2 separate regions of the Triticum aestivum genome follow, and region 1 is linked to region 2. A link is a contact called in public Hi-C data. All regions are on one chromosome and are shown on one strand. The core of a region is the stretch at or near the end of the contact, and the rest is flanking DNA. Distances in the headings are between cores, read along the strand shown. Region 1 holds the start of LOC123093458. Region 2 holds the start of LOC123093455 (ubiquitin carboxyl-terminal hydrolase 3).

What was found. Hi-C and Micro-C count contacts between places; a contact is called where the count stands out from the background.
Region 1: a contact with region 2 is called in a Hi-C map of leaf, with 5 times the contacts expected there. The contact joins the promoter of LOC123093458 here to the promoter of LOC123093455 in region 2. A contact is called at or near these places in 3 of 5 Hi-C or Micro-C datasets (all in leaf).

What each region holds. Positions count from the first base shown.
Region 1 is chr4B:594,252,143-594,259,367 of IWGSC CS RefSeq v2.1, reverse strand. LOC123093458 reads left to right here and starts at 2,941. Exons shown (of 8, transcript XM_044515432.1): 1 at 2,941-3,520; 2 at 3,677-3,817; 3 at 5,472-5,699; 4 at 6,604-6,811; 5 at 7,046-7,182. The coding sequence starts at 3,276. It overlaps LOC123093456 (calmodulin-binding transcription activator 3), which reads left to right. Exons shown (of 13, transcript XM_044515430.1): 11 at 1-398; 12 at 838-1,182; 13 at 1,575-1,936. The coding sequence ends at 1,688.
Region 2 is chr4B:593,852,988-593,859,827 of IWGSC CS RefSeq v2.1, reverse strand. It overlaps LOC123093455 (ubiquitin carboxyl-terminal hydrolase 3), which reads left to right and starts at 2,877. Exons shown (of 6, transcript XM_044515427.1): 1 at 2,877-3,201; 2 at 3,743-3,859; 3 at 4,487-4,585; 4 at 4,681-4,866; 5 at 4,963-5,144; 6 at 5,520-6,258. The coding sequence starts at 3,085. The coding sequence ends at 5,919.

The DNA.
Region 1 (7,225 bases), core at 1,692-4,191, 400 kb before region 2:
TGAAGGAAGCCATGGGGAGCAATGCATCAGAGGTATCTGGTCTACCTGGTATTGGAGATGTTACCGGAAGAATTGCTTCACCATCGGCAGGTCAAGGTCTTCAGGCTGGATCGATGGGAGATTCACTAGGTGCTGTGCGGAATGCTGCCCAAGCTGCTGCTCGGATATATCAAGTTTTCAGGGTGCAGTCCTTCCAGAGAAAGCAAGCAGTTCAGTATGAGGATGACAATGGTGTGATATCAGATGAACGTGCCATGTCACTCTTGTCTTATAAACCATCTAAACCAGGGCAATTCGATCCCATGCATGCTGCTGCAACTCGAATACAAAACAAATTCCGTGGATGGAAGGGAAGAAAAGAATTTCTGCTTATTAGACAGCGAATTGTCAAGATCCAGGTATGAATATTAAGTGTATGACAATTAATCAAATTATTTTTGTTGAAATTCTGAACGCTCCAGATTAATACTGAATGAGTACGCCAACACACCATATTTTTTCTACTGAATTTTGCAATACTAAAATCAACTATGACCATATATCATGTACTCCCTTCGTCCCAAAATAAGTGTCTCAAGCTTAGTACAACTTTGTACTAAGGTTAGTTCAAAGTTGAGACACTTACTTTGGGACGGAGGGAGTACAAATTTATGTAAAGGTAATTGAGTGAAACATGAGCTACATTTTTTTTCTCTTCGACTAATCTAGTATCTAGGACAGGGTATCATAACATGATGTTTTAACAGTAGTATAATGCTTTGTCAAGTATCTTTTCTTCTGATGCTATCATTATAATGAACAAATTTTCTCATCCGTGCTATATTGTGTACTGGCTAGGCTCATGTGCGAGGTCACCAAGTGAGAAAGCATTATCGCAAAATAATTTGGTCTGTCGGGATAGTGGAGAAGGTTATATTGCGATGGAGGCGGCGAGGAGCTGGGTTACGCGGGTTTCGGTCTACAGAAGGTGCAACAGACAGCAGCACTAGGAGCAGCAGTGTCGATGTAACCCCAGTTAAACCCGCAGAGGATGATTATAACTTCTTGCAAGAAGGACGGAAGCAAACTGAAGAAAGACTGCAGAGAGCTCTTGCCAGAGTGAAGTCCATGGTTCAGTACCCCGAAGCCCGGGACCAATATCAGAGGATTCTGACTGTCGTAACAAAAATGCAGGAATCCCAGGTAGCATTACGTTTTCCCGCCCTTCTAGCACCAATACAAAAGTTTTAGGGTGATGCTGAACAATTAGGCATGATGTTTTGGCTCAAAATTAGGCATGTTTTTCTGCCAGAGTATATATTTTACCCCTCGACTGTAAAACCAGACAAATTGGACAACTATCAAAAGTGGAGGCTATTCCAAAGTAGTTTTGGATGGCGTGGAGTTGATTTCCAAAGCCACGTCATAAAACCCCGCCTGGGGGTAGTCCCTGGGAAGAGATCTATCTGGTTTTGATAAATCTGGACGTGATTTTGCCGATTTAAGAGTTTGGGGGTGAAAAAAAGAAATGGGAGTTTTGCTCTGTTTTCTTAATGGGATGCTTACTCAATTCTTTTGTTGCTAATGTGGCACAGCCTGTGGAAGAAAGTATGCTTGAGGAGTCGACGGAGATGGATGAAGGCTTTTTGATGAGTGAATTCAAAGAGCTCTGGGACGATGACATGCCGCCGTTGCCTGGCTATTTCTAGGTCGTAACCAAGTGGCGTTTGTTCTTGTAAATTACCTCTCTGATTTGTTTGTTAGGCTCACCAGATAGATGATAGTGACTAAATTACCTTGTCCATTATGGTTTGAGTTTTTTTGTTGGTCTCTTGGTTGTCTAGCTCTAGTGACTCCTTGTACAGTATATCCAATCCTGGAGGAAAATGTATCTGGATTATGAAACTGAAACCGTCCAGTTAGTTGCCTGAAATTAAACTAGTTAAGCTTGGATTCCCATGAGGTTTTTAACCTAGTGCCGACCTTGGTTTTGTTGGGAGGGACATGTGATAGGTACCAACATGATCGCGTGGTTTTGATGCAGCTGTAGGTGTCGAAACCTGCAGTGGTGAATGTCGCATCCATTTGTATTTTGTCCCCGAGCATGGTTTGCAGTGCTGCTGTTTTGTTGCTTTGGTCAGTATGTTTTCTTGCTGTGACGTGAACCGGAAGATGCCAGGACAAAACCCCAAGCCAAACACCCAGCCAAATAAACTTTGGGCCGCGCCGTCCAGCTACAAGTGTCCAAACGAGCAAGTAGAGAAGAAGGAGCAACATAGACACGTCGCCCTAAGGAAAATTCTCTCGTTTCCAGAGCGTTTTGACGCCTCTGCGCGATAGCGATGCCACGCCGCTCTCAGGCCACGAGTCTGTTGGTGCAGACTAGAGTGGAAACGAGAACGGTTTGAGTGCGACACGCGTGGATGCCATCGGCTCAGTGTTGCTTTCCCGAAACATGGGGCATCGCATGGAAAGGATCAACGCGCGGTCCGTCCGTCGCGGTTGCCAGTTGCCACCGGTTTGGTAATGGGTCGGACGCGGACGTGTAACTGGACACGACGGGGGCGTGCGCGTGCGTGTCGGCTGTTGCGTGCACAACTCCCGCTCTCTGGCCGGTCACTCGCTCCGAGCGAGTGGTCCGATGACCAGACCGTGGTTTGTTGCCTCTCGCCGGCCATGGGTGTTTGATTTTCCACTGCTATTTTCAGTAGGCTGAAACATGTCAGTGTAGAACTACCGCCGCGTGTAACACTAATACCTGCTACTCCGTCCGATCCAAATTAACTGTCGCAGCTCTAGTACAAGTACATGGTCGATGTGATGTCCGAGGAGATGATTAACCATCGTATTTTCCGCACACACACACAACTGTAGCCTGCCCACCAAGAGAGGGGAAACCCATCAATCATCATCCATCCACCCATTACGCATCTGGCACCATAATGAAGCACCGCCCTAGAGCCAGATCAATCATGCGTAGTAGTACACGCAGCCTTAAACCAGTGATGGCCGGAGCGGCTGCAGGTCCAGCCAGCACATGCAGCAGTTCTCCTGCAGATGCAGCGCAGAGCTAGCTGTGTATACGTAGAATGGGTCGCGCCTGGTCGGACCGTCGGAGCCCCCAAAGTAGTCCAGAAGCAGCCGCGGCCTACTATTCCTCCCTCGTCTAGTCCCCACATTGACACACGTTGCCCACGCACGCACGCAGGCAGGCCGCCCGGAGCACGGCTTCCTGTCTCCTCCGCTCCGCTGCGGCTGCGAGCGCGAGGGGGTGGATCCCCATCTCCCGCTCATCCATGGCCCCCGCCTCGCTGGAGGAGCTCCATTGCGCGCCCGCGCCGGAGAAGCCCCCGCCCTCGGCCCCGGAGGGCGAGCTCCGGTGGCTCCGGCGGTGCGCGGGGGATGGCGACGACCTCCGCTGGCTCCGCCGCTGCGTGGGGGCCGCCACCAAGGGCTTCGCCATCGGCGCCGGGCTCAAGGGCGGCCTCGCGCTCTTCTCCCTCCTCGTCCGCCTCCGCAGCCGCCGCTCCCCCAGATCGAGGTGGGCGCTCGCCGCTCTCCCCCGCACGCGGCTCTGCTGATCCCTGCTGCCGCCGCTCGCGGCTCCGCTGCAGGCAAAAGCTCGGCTGATCCGTGCCGTCGCTCGCGGCTTCTTGTTGCGTTGCAAGTTGTAACCCGTGTGGCGTGCTGCGTGTAGGAAGGCGGGCGCGATGACCAACGACGAGGCGGCGCTCCTGGCGCTCAAGGAGACGCTCAGGTACGGCATGTTCCTCGGCACCTTCGCCGGCGCCTACGTCTCCGTCGACGAGTGCATCGCCGCCCTCTGGGGCCGCAAAAGGTCAGCCGTCTCAGTATCTCTCACACCCCGCTGTCAGTTAAGTACTACTACTACTACTACCAGCCAGTTCCTCCCTGTCCTATTTATAGCAAGGGCCATCGATTTGGCTGTAACAAAGATGGTGGGCGATTCCTTGATTTGAAGTAATAATTGCCTCCGTCTTTGCTGAGTTGCGTGTAAAAACAGTGTGTGAGCAGACTCTTGAAGGACAGGAGGAAGAGCAGTAGTATATGTCTTGTTACTGACTGCTCATATTTTCAAGGAGATGTGCTTTGATGTGGATTAGGTGTATTGCCATAGAAATTCTTCTTTGTTTTTTGGTACCGTCAATTGCAAGCAAAGCTTGCTTATTTTTGGTCAGGGCCTGGGGATCAACCTCTTGCAGTTTGCAAATGATTACAGTGTGGAAACGATGTTTTTTTTGCTACTTTAATCTATGATTGCTCGTTTTTACTTCCTCCATCCGGGTTTATTAGCCTCCCTCACATTTTGAGCCAAAGTTTGACTATACATTTGCAGAATAAAATATGAGTTATATGTAGGAAAAATGGTACTCCCTCCGTTTCAGTTCACAAGTCCTGCACGTATGCTTAGGTTGCCAATTTTATCACCCTAATATAAACTATATAACACAAAAATTATACCTTTTGAAAATAGAACATCTGAAGTTTATATCGGTATACTTTTTGTAATATATGACTTGTATTACGTTGGTCAAATTGACGATCTAGGGGTACGCGCACGCCCTGTAAACTGAGAGAGAGGGAGTATCACTGAAAACTTCTTTCAAATACGAATCCAACAATATAATTTTTATAAGTATCACTTTTATTTTGCAAATCAAATCGATGGTCAAAGTTTAACCCAAAATATAAGCGGACCTAATAAACCCGAACGGAGGTAGTATTAGATTGGTACTGATCAGTGACCAACATTTTGCAACTCTGAGGTATCGTCAAAACAGATTTGTAATATTTGACTGCTAAATTCTAATCTTGGACTTCCATTGACGCTAGGAAATACCAAATGATGCAACTCTGCGTGATCTGGAGATATAATGTTGCTTGCTAACCCAAAATAAGATCCTTACAACCACCTGAGCGCAATCTCAATAGTGTATAGTGAGTCTGTCTGAACTTAAATCATCATCGTTATGATGAATCAATACGGCTTCCGAAAGGACCATAGCAAGGTCTTCTTTCATTCCCCTTTCTAACATAAAATGTTGCTTGGATGATTTTGGACTTCGAAACTTCCCTTGGGATACTGCAACCTAGAACTTTCAAACTTCACTTTTGAATCCTGCAAACAAAAAGTCGCAAACTTGGTTTTATTTTGTTTTCCAATAATTAAAAAAGAAGAAAATATCCCACATTTCCAATTTTCAGTGACTTTAGTCAGGTTTCTACACACATGCCATGAAACCACTGAATGGACTCCCAGGCTGTGCCTATGAAGTCGCCTTACAATACGACATAAGCGTTACAAAGTTATGAAGGGGGTTGGCCGCTACAAAACGCATTACACATTTAAACTTTGGTTATATCACAGAATGCAATTTGTTTTCTGTCCCATTCTATCTTCCACACTGTCCTTCTTTAATGTATGAGTTTGTTTTGGGATAGTATATAACTCAATACTCTTGTTGCTTCAGAACAGCAAGGTGGAGGTCATTATTATCTGGGTTAATTGCTGGTCCTTCTATGCTCTTGACGGGGCCAGGCACGCAGCATACCAGTTTGGCAATATACATTCTCATGCGTGCTGCGGTGCTTGCATCCCGTTGTGGAATAAAGAGCAAAAGATTTGGAAAGATTTGCAAACCTTTGACCTGGTCACATGGTGATGTCTTCCTTATGTGCCTTTCATCTGCACAAATTTTGTAAGTTCCATTGACAGAATTCGTATGCGTTTTCGTATATGCCAATGTTATTACTGTATTATGTACAGAGATCGCTTAGCCCTGTTAATATACACTGATATGCAGTGTATGGAGTTATTTGGGTCTGATGGCCCTATTGCGCTACACCCAACGCTTGAAACTAGTATAGCATTTCAAATTTATGCAGGTCAAGTACTGATTATTGTAAAAAAGGGTCACATAACAGATTTTTGAACCATTGTATGTTAACTTCTGGAAATATTATTTGCACATGGCATTACAAAGTAGTACGGACAACTTCTCTGAATTTTCAAAATCCTCTTGAGATACCTTGTTTGTGACACATAAGGGCTACTTTGTTAACAAAAATAGCAGCTACATTTGATCCGTAACAGTTGTGTCATTCTTCAGTGAAATTTGAGATGATGTGCTATTTATTTATATCATAAAAAAATAGCATGTAAACCTAGAAGGCAATGCTTTATCTTTCATGTTGTTCACTAATGTCTCATTGGAATGCATCGTATTCAATTCAAATGAGCAGACAATATTTTGATGTTAGGCAAAAGTCACAAGTCAACAATAGGGTCAGTTTTGAGAAAATGTGTAAAAGGAATGTGTTTGTTGGACTGTAATTGCTTTGCGAGTCCAAATATTTGAGACATGGAATCATAGAGTGCATTACAGGGACTGGAATATAAATGTAAGAATGTGATACATTTGTAGATTCAAGGGCATTTCCCATGTTATCTTGTTTGAAATAACTTCAACCATTTGTTACATTATTAAAACATATAGGCATCATGCACCAGTGATTGGTGAGTATTTTGTTATATATATTTTGCGGTATACATTCAATAGGATGTGGGAATAGTGAGTTTTGCCTATATTGTTGATTCCGCAGATCTGCATACATTCTACAGCAGGACAGTTTGCCGTCATCATATAAATCATTTCTGAAGATGCATGGTGGAAAGGATCAGTCTATTCTGCAAGGCTTGAAGGAAGTAGTTAACCACACTGCTTTCTCTAACCTAGAGGCTATTGAGAAGTACTACAAATCTGTTGGTGTTGACATAAAGTTGGATCCAGACATGAAAGTGCCCTGCTCAGTAAGTACTACAAATTTGTGAATAACTGTCAAAATTTCCTTTGTTTATAACATGTTGTGTCGCATGATTGCATCACATTAATATACTATAGTATCCTATCAAGCATTCAGGTATAACATTTTGCTGTGAATAATTGTTGAAGTTTTCCTTGTTAATTCCTACCATTTGTTGTTTTTATTCCTTCTGTTAATCTAAACCTTTTCCTTCATCTAATCTCTTCTCTCTTCAAACCAGATTGTGCATGGTAATCAATCATGTGCAGGACATTTTATTTCGTTCTTGTTACAAGCATATGGAAGAGCAGTTCCTGTCTATATTCCAGTCTACCTAGTCCCTGCACTTGTAGTTCATCGGCAGGATCTGATGAAAAGGTACACAACTGTATCAAGCAAACTGACATGTTACGTTGCTCAT
Region 2 (6,840 bases), core at 1,628-4,127:
ATCTGTGTGATCTTCCTATGGACCGCCACCCAGGCTTAAAGGAAACTGAGATGATTCATGCTAGAAACTTCCGTGTGCAGCAACAAGCTACTATGGGCTCTAGCATAGTTGAGTAAGTTACGTGAAGCTCTTGAAGAGGTAGATCAGCAAGTAGTGGGTTTTGTAGGTTTGGTATGGTCTACCCGGAGTAGGGAGTTAATGTTTCTGAAAGACTATGTCTCGGTCATCCGTTTCTCAAACACCGTGCAGTGCGAGAAATCCAACGGAAGCGATCGAGTCTTGTGGGGAAAAGTGCGCAAACCTCTGCAGAATGTACAATCTAATCGTGGTTAGCCGTGTCCCCGGTTATGGACAATCTTGAGTATCTAGTACTTGGGTTATCACATGTATCTCATCACTCATAATTAATATTGTTTGGTTGATAATTACTTTAATTTGGGATTGAGTTGGGGTTATACCTTCTCAATGTTTCAACCACCATGATAGTTAAATAAAATTATTCCTTTGTTGTAGGGAAAAATTTGCTTTTCGCAAAACTATAACCATAGAGCTTTCCACCAGCCAAATATGCATGTAGTGATAGCATTATTCTGTTCTTGCTCTACTGTGTTATATTACCAGCATATTACATGTGCTGACCCGTTTTCGGGCTGCAACGTATTATGTTGCAGACTTTTCAGACGAGGAGTAAGGTTCGTTAGGTCGTTGCCATGCAGCTCGGCTATGTCATTAGAGTTGATGGACTCACTTTATCTTCCAAGCCTTCCGTTGTTATCGCATTAGATGGCCTTAAGCCATATTATTGTAATAAGTTCTCTTTTGAGACATTCGATGTAATAAGTGTGTGATTGCTACTCTGTTATAAATCCTTCGAGTACTGTGCGTGTCAGTATTACTGATCGAGGGATGACACTGAGGCACAGAGACTTGACCGTTTGAGGTCGGGTCGCTACAAGTTGTTCCTCCACAACCTTGTGCTGCTTCAGGTGGTATCAGAGCCCCGTTGATCCATACTAGTTCTTGTTGCTCTCTTTGAGAGTGAGGTACAACAAGCAATGAAACAATTGGAGAAGAGGATGGATGTTGCAGAATGACAAATCAAAGAGCTGTGTGAAGATCTTAATCAGAGATTTGACTAGCTGTTTGAGATGATGATAAAGGGTGTTCTCCTGCTGCTAGTGAAGAATATTCATCTAAAGAAGAAGATGATATTCAACGACGAAGAAGGGGAGGTAATCTTGGAGCAAGACTACCACAACAACATGCAATTCATTGTACTTCAAAAAGGCTAATTTATGTTAAAACTTCCGAAGGTGAAGAATATGATGATGCCCTTGAAGAACCTAATCTCTATGCATATCGGAGAGTACCAAACCGTACATATGTAAGGGATATATACATGGTGAAAGTTGAGATCCCCACTTTTAATGTAAATATTGATATTGAAGGGTGCATTGATTGGTTATATGAAATGGAGACTTTCTTTGAGGTCATGGAGGTTCCGAAAGATTGTAGAGTTCCTTTGGTCGCGTACAAGCTGGAAGGAGGAGCCGGTGCATGGTGGCATCGTGTTCAAGAAGAACGCAGGCTAAGGGGAGAACCTTGTGTGAGAACTTGGCGGTAAATGAAAAGTCTTTTGAAAGGAAGATTTTTACCCGCTTACTATAATCAGTCCCTATTTATCCAATTCCAAAATTATGCTCAAGGAAATAGGACTGTACTACAACAGCTTGTGCTTTTGCAGGTCATCAAGTATTTTCTGGCCCTTTGCCGGGGAGCCTAACACTTAGTCATTACCTACCTGCTTGCATATAGTTTAATTTGTTCATTGCTATTATCTTACTGTTTTCTCTTTAAATCAAAATAAATAAATAAAATACTAATCATGTCTTCCGAGATTTATCTCAATGAACTGAAGAAATCTACGACCGAGCACAAAAGAGACACAAGCCCACGCCATTGGCTATCGACCCTTTCGGAGAGGAAAAAAATGATGTGCTAGTTTTTTGGGGAAATCTCGCCATCTTGATTAACTCAAAGCAATGTTCATAGGTACAATAGCCGGATCATGGGGTGACCGAACCAAATATGACGACCACTATCTATAGAGGTAGCATATTTGGCAAGATTGCGAGCTTCAAAATTAAACTTCCTACACTCAATAATGAAATTACAAGACTGAAATAAAGTCCTGCAACGTCCTATTTCCGCTATGATCGCTCCATGAGGGCCGTCCAAGCCCCGAATATCGTCTTGGATAACACCTTGGAAATATGATGCAACACAAATGTTGCGTAGTCCAAGATCTTCAGCAACTGACAGAGCTTCCTGACATGCAAATGTTTCAAGTGTAGTAGGATCGGCAATACTATTGAAAACTACCGTTAAGGATCCAAGGTAGGCTGCCGTGTGGTCTCTACAAATTGCAGCCGCTGCTCCTTTGTGGCCACTATGCTCAGAAGCTCCATCAACATTAATTTTCATCATGCCTGCAGGTTATGAAATCCACCGTTCAGTCAGTGGTGATTTAAAACGTCTTGTACTTTCTCTAGTGTTAAAAAATGTCTTACATTACGAAGAAGGGAATATACATATAATCCTGAAAGTTAGACAAAACGTCACGTAAGGATTTTTAACGGCGTGGCGGTCGGTCCGTTCTGCAGCGCAAGGGGGGAGCCTGTCATTCTCTGCCAGCAGTGGCCGATCCCACGCTCCTGGATCGATCCAGACCGTCGAATCAAGATAGACACGGTCGGTCGCAGATATCGCACCGGACCGGCCGGCAGCGTCCACCTCCACCAGCGCAGCGCAGGCGGCCGCACCGATTTGACGAGTCCTTCCGTTCTTCCTCTACTACCACCCCAGCGGCACGCACAGTCACGCGGACGCCTTTTTATTTCGCCCGTTTCCTCCAAACCATCCATCCGTCCGATTTCTTCCTCCTGCTCCAACCCCCCGCCCACCGATCCCCAAGTCGGTACTGGCCCGCGTCGCACCGCACCGCACCGCATCGCCGAGACGAGCCGGCGGTGAGGCCGATCCGTCGCCGTGCAGCGCGGGCGGGCAAATGGGAGTTGGGCGGTGATGGGCGCGGCGAGCTCGAGGCTGGAGAAGGCGCTGGGCGAGCAGTTCCCCGAGGGCGAGCGATACTTCGGCCTCGAGAACTTCGGCAACACCTGCTACTGCAACAGCGTCCTCCAGGTACGGACGCCCTGCCCCCAAAACCGAGATCGTCGCGTGCGCGCGGGCGCCTCGTTTCCTTCGCCCCCAAGGGCGGTGCGCGCGCGATTGATTCGTCCTGTTCAATGCGTCCCCCGCGTCGGGAGGGGCGCGGTTTTCCGTCGGATCGCGGAGCCTTGAATTCGATCTTGCGATGTCGGGGTAGATTTGTGTGCGGGGTGAGCGCAGGCCGCGGAGCGAGTAGTGAGGTTCAGAGTCCAGTCAGCGCCCCTTGCATGGAGAAACTCACTCTTGGGGTTGGCCTGATGGATGATGAGATGTTGTTCCTGTTTCGATTATGTGTGTTCGAACTTTGAACCGCGAGGTTGCATTTTTAATGTTAAAATTTTGACAATGGGGGATTGGGGGCGCTCAGCGCTTCTGCATAGACTGCGTGTGAGTTTTGCCCTGTATGGATGGAGGTGTTCTCATCAGAAACATTGTTGCGAGAGAGAGGATAATATGTTTTCTCGATTTATATTCCTCATGGGATTGGCTAAATTGTTTTGTGATTCTATTACAGGCACTTTACTTCTGTGTTCCTTTCCGCGAGCAATTACTGGAGTACTATGCTAACAATAAAAGCGCCAGCGATGGCGAAGAGAACATGTTAACCTGCTTAGCTGACCTCTTCTCTCAGGTACCACTGCAGCTATCTATTGTTGAAATTGTTTCCTCTGCCTCAGTTTCCTTAAGTTCCATTTGCTGCGTCATATACAAATCAGAAATCACATGTAAGCATAAAATCTGAACTGGCACTTTATCGCATATCCCCTGAATGACATGGGATTTTCTCTGGTTCATTGAGGGGTTCCTCATCAGTGGCCTGTAGTGTAATGCGTGTGTTTCTTGAAGAATTCTGCATTTGGCAGTATCTAGTAACCCCCCTGGAGTGTTGCTAGTGTCAAATTCAAGAATTTGGACTGTGGAGCAACCCCAGGAGCCTTTGTAATTAATTGATAAACCTGGAAGTGATTATAACTATAATGCATGTTAAATGGAGAACATTCACAGGATAGCACTTGCTACTGTCTTGGTTGATCTCTATGGTTTCAGGGTTTGTTTGTGTTTAACTCTGTAGTGAGATGATACATAGGTGCTAGTCAATTGCCTTCGTTGTTTATCTTTTAGTCTGAACATCAATGTTCATTGGGTAGTGCCCTTTATGTGGAGGCCTTTTACTAGTTTCAGTTGTATGATTTGATAATAGTAGCTATGCTGGATCAACATTGCAAAATATAATTGTCATCTTCCTCTGTGCACACAGATCAGCAATCAGAAGAAGAAAACAGGCGTTATTGCTCCAAAGCGTTTTATTCAACGACTGAAGAAACAGAATGAGCTTTTCCGCAGCTATATGCATCAAGTAATACATTACGTGATGATGACACATTTACTAGCGTGTTATGGCATCTCAATCATCCCAATTGACCATGACTGCTATACTATTGTGTTTTACAGGATGCTCATGAATTTCTGAATTTTTTGTTGAATGAGCTAGTTGACATTCTCGAGAAAGAATGTAAAGCCAATAAAGAAACTCCTCAAAATTCATCTTCAAATAAGAGTTCTAATGGCCCTATTAATGGTCAGCCCAATGGTAGTCATAAAGAACCAGAGACTACATGGGTCCACAAATGCTTCCAGGTGAGTTTTCATCCATTTCTGCCTATATTGTTTCTGTATGAATCATGCTCTTATTGCAGTCTGGGAGATGTGCCTCATGGTATTTTATTTCTTTAGGGAATATTGACTAATCAAACAAAATGTCTGAGATGTGAAACCGTCACTGATAGAGATGAAACATTTCTTGACTTGAGCCTGGATATAGAACAAAATAGTTCAATCACCAGCTGTCTTAAAAACTTCAGCTCAACAGAAACTTTGAACGCCGAGGATAAGTTCTTCTGTGACAAATGCTGCAGGTACGTTATTCCATTTCTTTTGATTGCCTGTTGTTTCCTCATGTGATATCCGGTATCTCCATTTCCTCCTGGTCCACATCATGATTTAGTAGAGTAGCATCAGAGCTTGTGGAAATGTTGTTATTTATTACCTCTGCCTACTTGCTTGACTTATGTGCTTTAAGTTCATTCATTGACTATGCACTAGCATATCAAACTTCCAAGTTCAGTTATTTGGCAAAAATTGTGTGTCACAGGCATTCATTTTCATTTCGCCTATCATAATTTGATCTGATATTCAATGTATCAAAATTGTTGCATTGCCTGTCTATTGTTTGTGTGTTTGGATTATCTCTATTTATCTTGGACCTTGATTGAAGTTGTCATTAATTTCAGTTTACAAGAAGCACAGAAAAGAATGAAGATAAAGAAACAGCCAAACATCCTGGTAATCCATCTCAAGCGCTTCAAGTACATCGAGCAGCTTGGGCGCTACAAAAAGCTGACATACCGAGTTGTTTTCCCACTGGAGCTTAAACTCATGAACACGGTCGACAACTCAGACTTGGAATATTCCCTCTTCGCTGTGCTAGTCCACGTCGGAAGTGGGCCAAACCATGGCCACTACATCAGCGTGGTAAAGAGCCACAACCACTGGTTGTTCTTCGACGATGAGACTGTTGAGATGACCGATGAGTCCATGGTACAGACATTCTTCGGCTCGGCACAGGAGTTCAGTGGTAACACCGACAATGGCTACATACTCTTCTACGAAAGCGTCGCTAAAACAAGCTGATGCCTTCCGTATATCTCGTGATTAGCAACACGGTTTTTTTTTCCTTTTGTCGCCACACCCCCTGCTCCGTGCTATATAGAAGATTCGGTAAATCAGAATAATTAGAATGGCAAAGACCATTCAACCTTAGATGCTTTGGTGGAGTCAGTGCTTAGCAATAAAAGAAGCTGTGACGAGTTTTGCGGGTGGGTACTATAGCCGCCGAATCTTGCAGTCTTCTTGATGTTGTGTTTCCGTTGTGTTGTGGCGCAAGTTTGTATTGATCTGGAATAATGTTTCTCAAGAAGATCTTATCATGTGAAGGGATGCTTGTATCTTGAAGCCTTCTGGCTTGGTAAATTTTTGCTTGGGAGAGCTTCTGCTGATTCTGAAGTATACACATGCGAACGAATCTACGGCCTTCCTTTCTTTGTCATTTGTATTTGTATATACTGTATACTCTGATTTGGGAGCGCTTGTTCCAACGTGCTAAGCTCCCGAAATTGCGAGAAACCGAATTCAGATATGTACAGCCACATACATATGTGGTGTGTGACTGCATAGCCAGTTTTCCAACTTGGTTGCAGTGGACCACATGGATATTATAAGTGGTGAGATTTGTTTGGCAAGGTAGGATGAAGCCCAAGTGAGGAAGCAACAAAGCTGATTCTGCATTTCGTGGGTGCCTATCTGGGCAGCTGGACGCCGCTGTTGATCTGGACCGGCTGTTCTCCTCCAGCCACTTAGTTCATCCTAGTTACCACTACAGGCAAGATATTTTCCCCAGAAACCATATGCACGCAAGTGGCACAAGCTCAAACTGGAATCCAACAGTTCACCGAAGCGACAACAGTTACGTAGGAGTACAATACACCGGGGAATAGAACATTCTAGCTGATGGCTACTGGATGATTTAGATTTGTCCCTGCACTGGCGACTGGC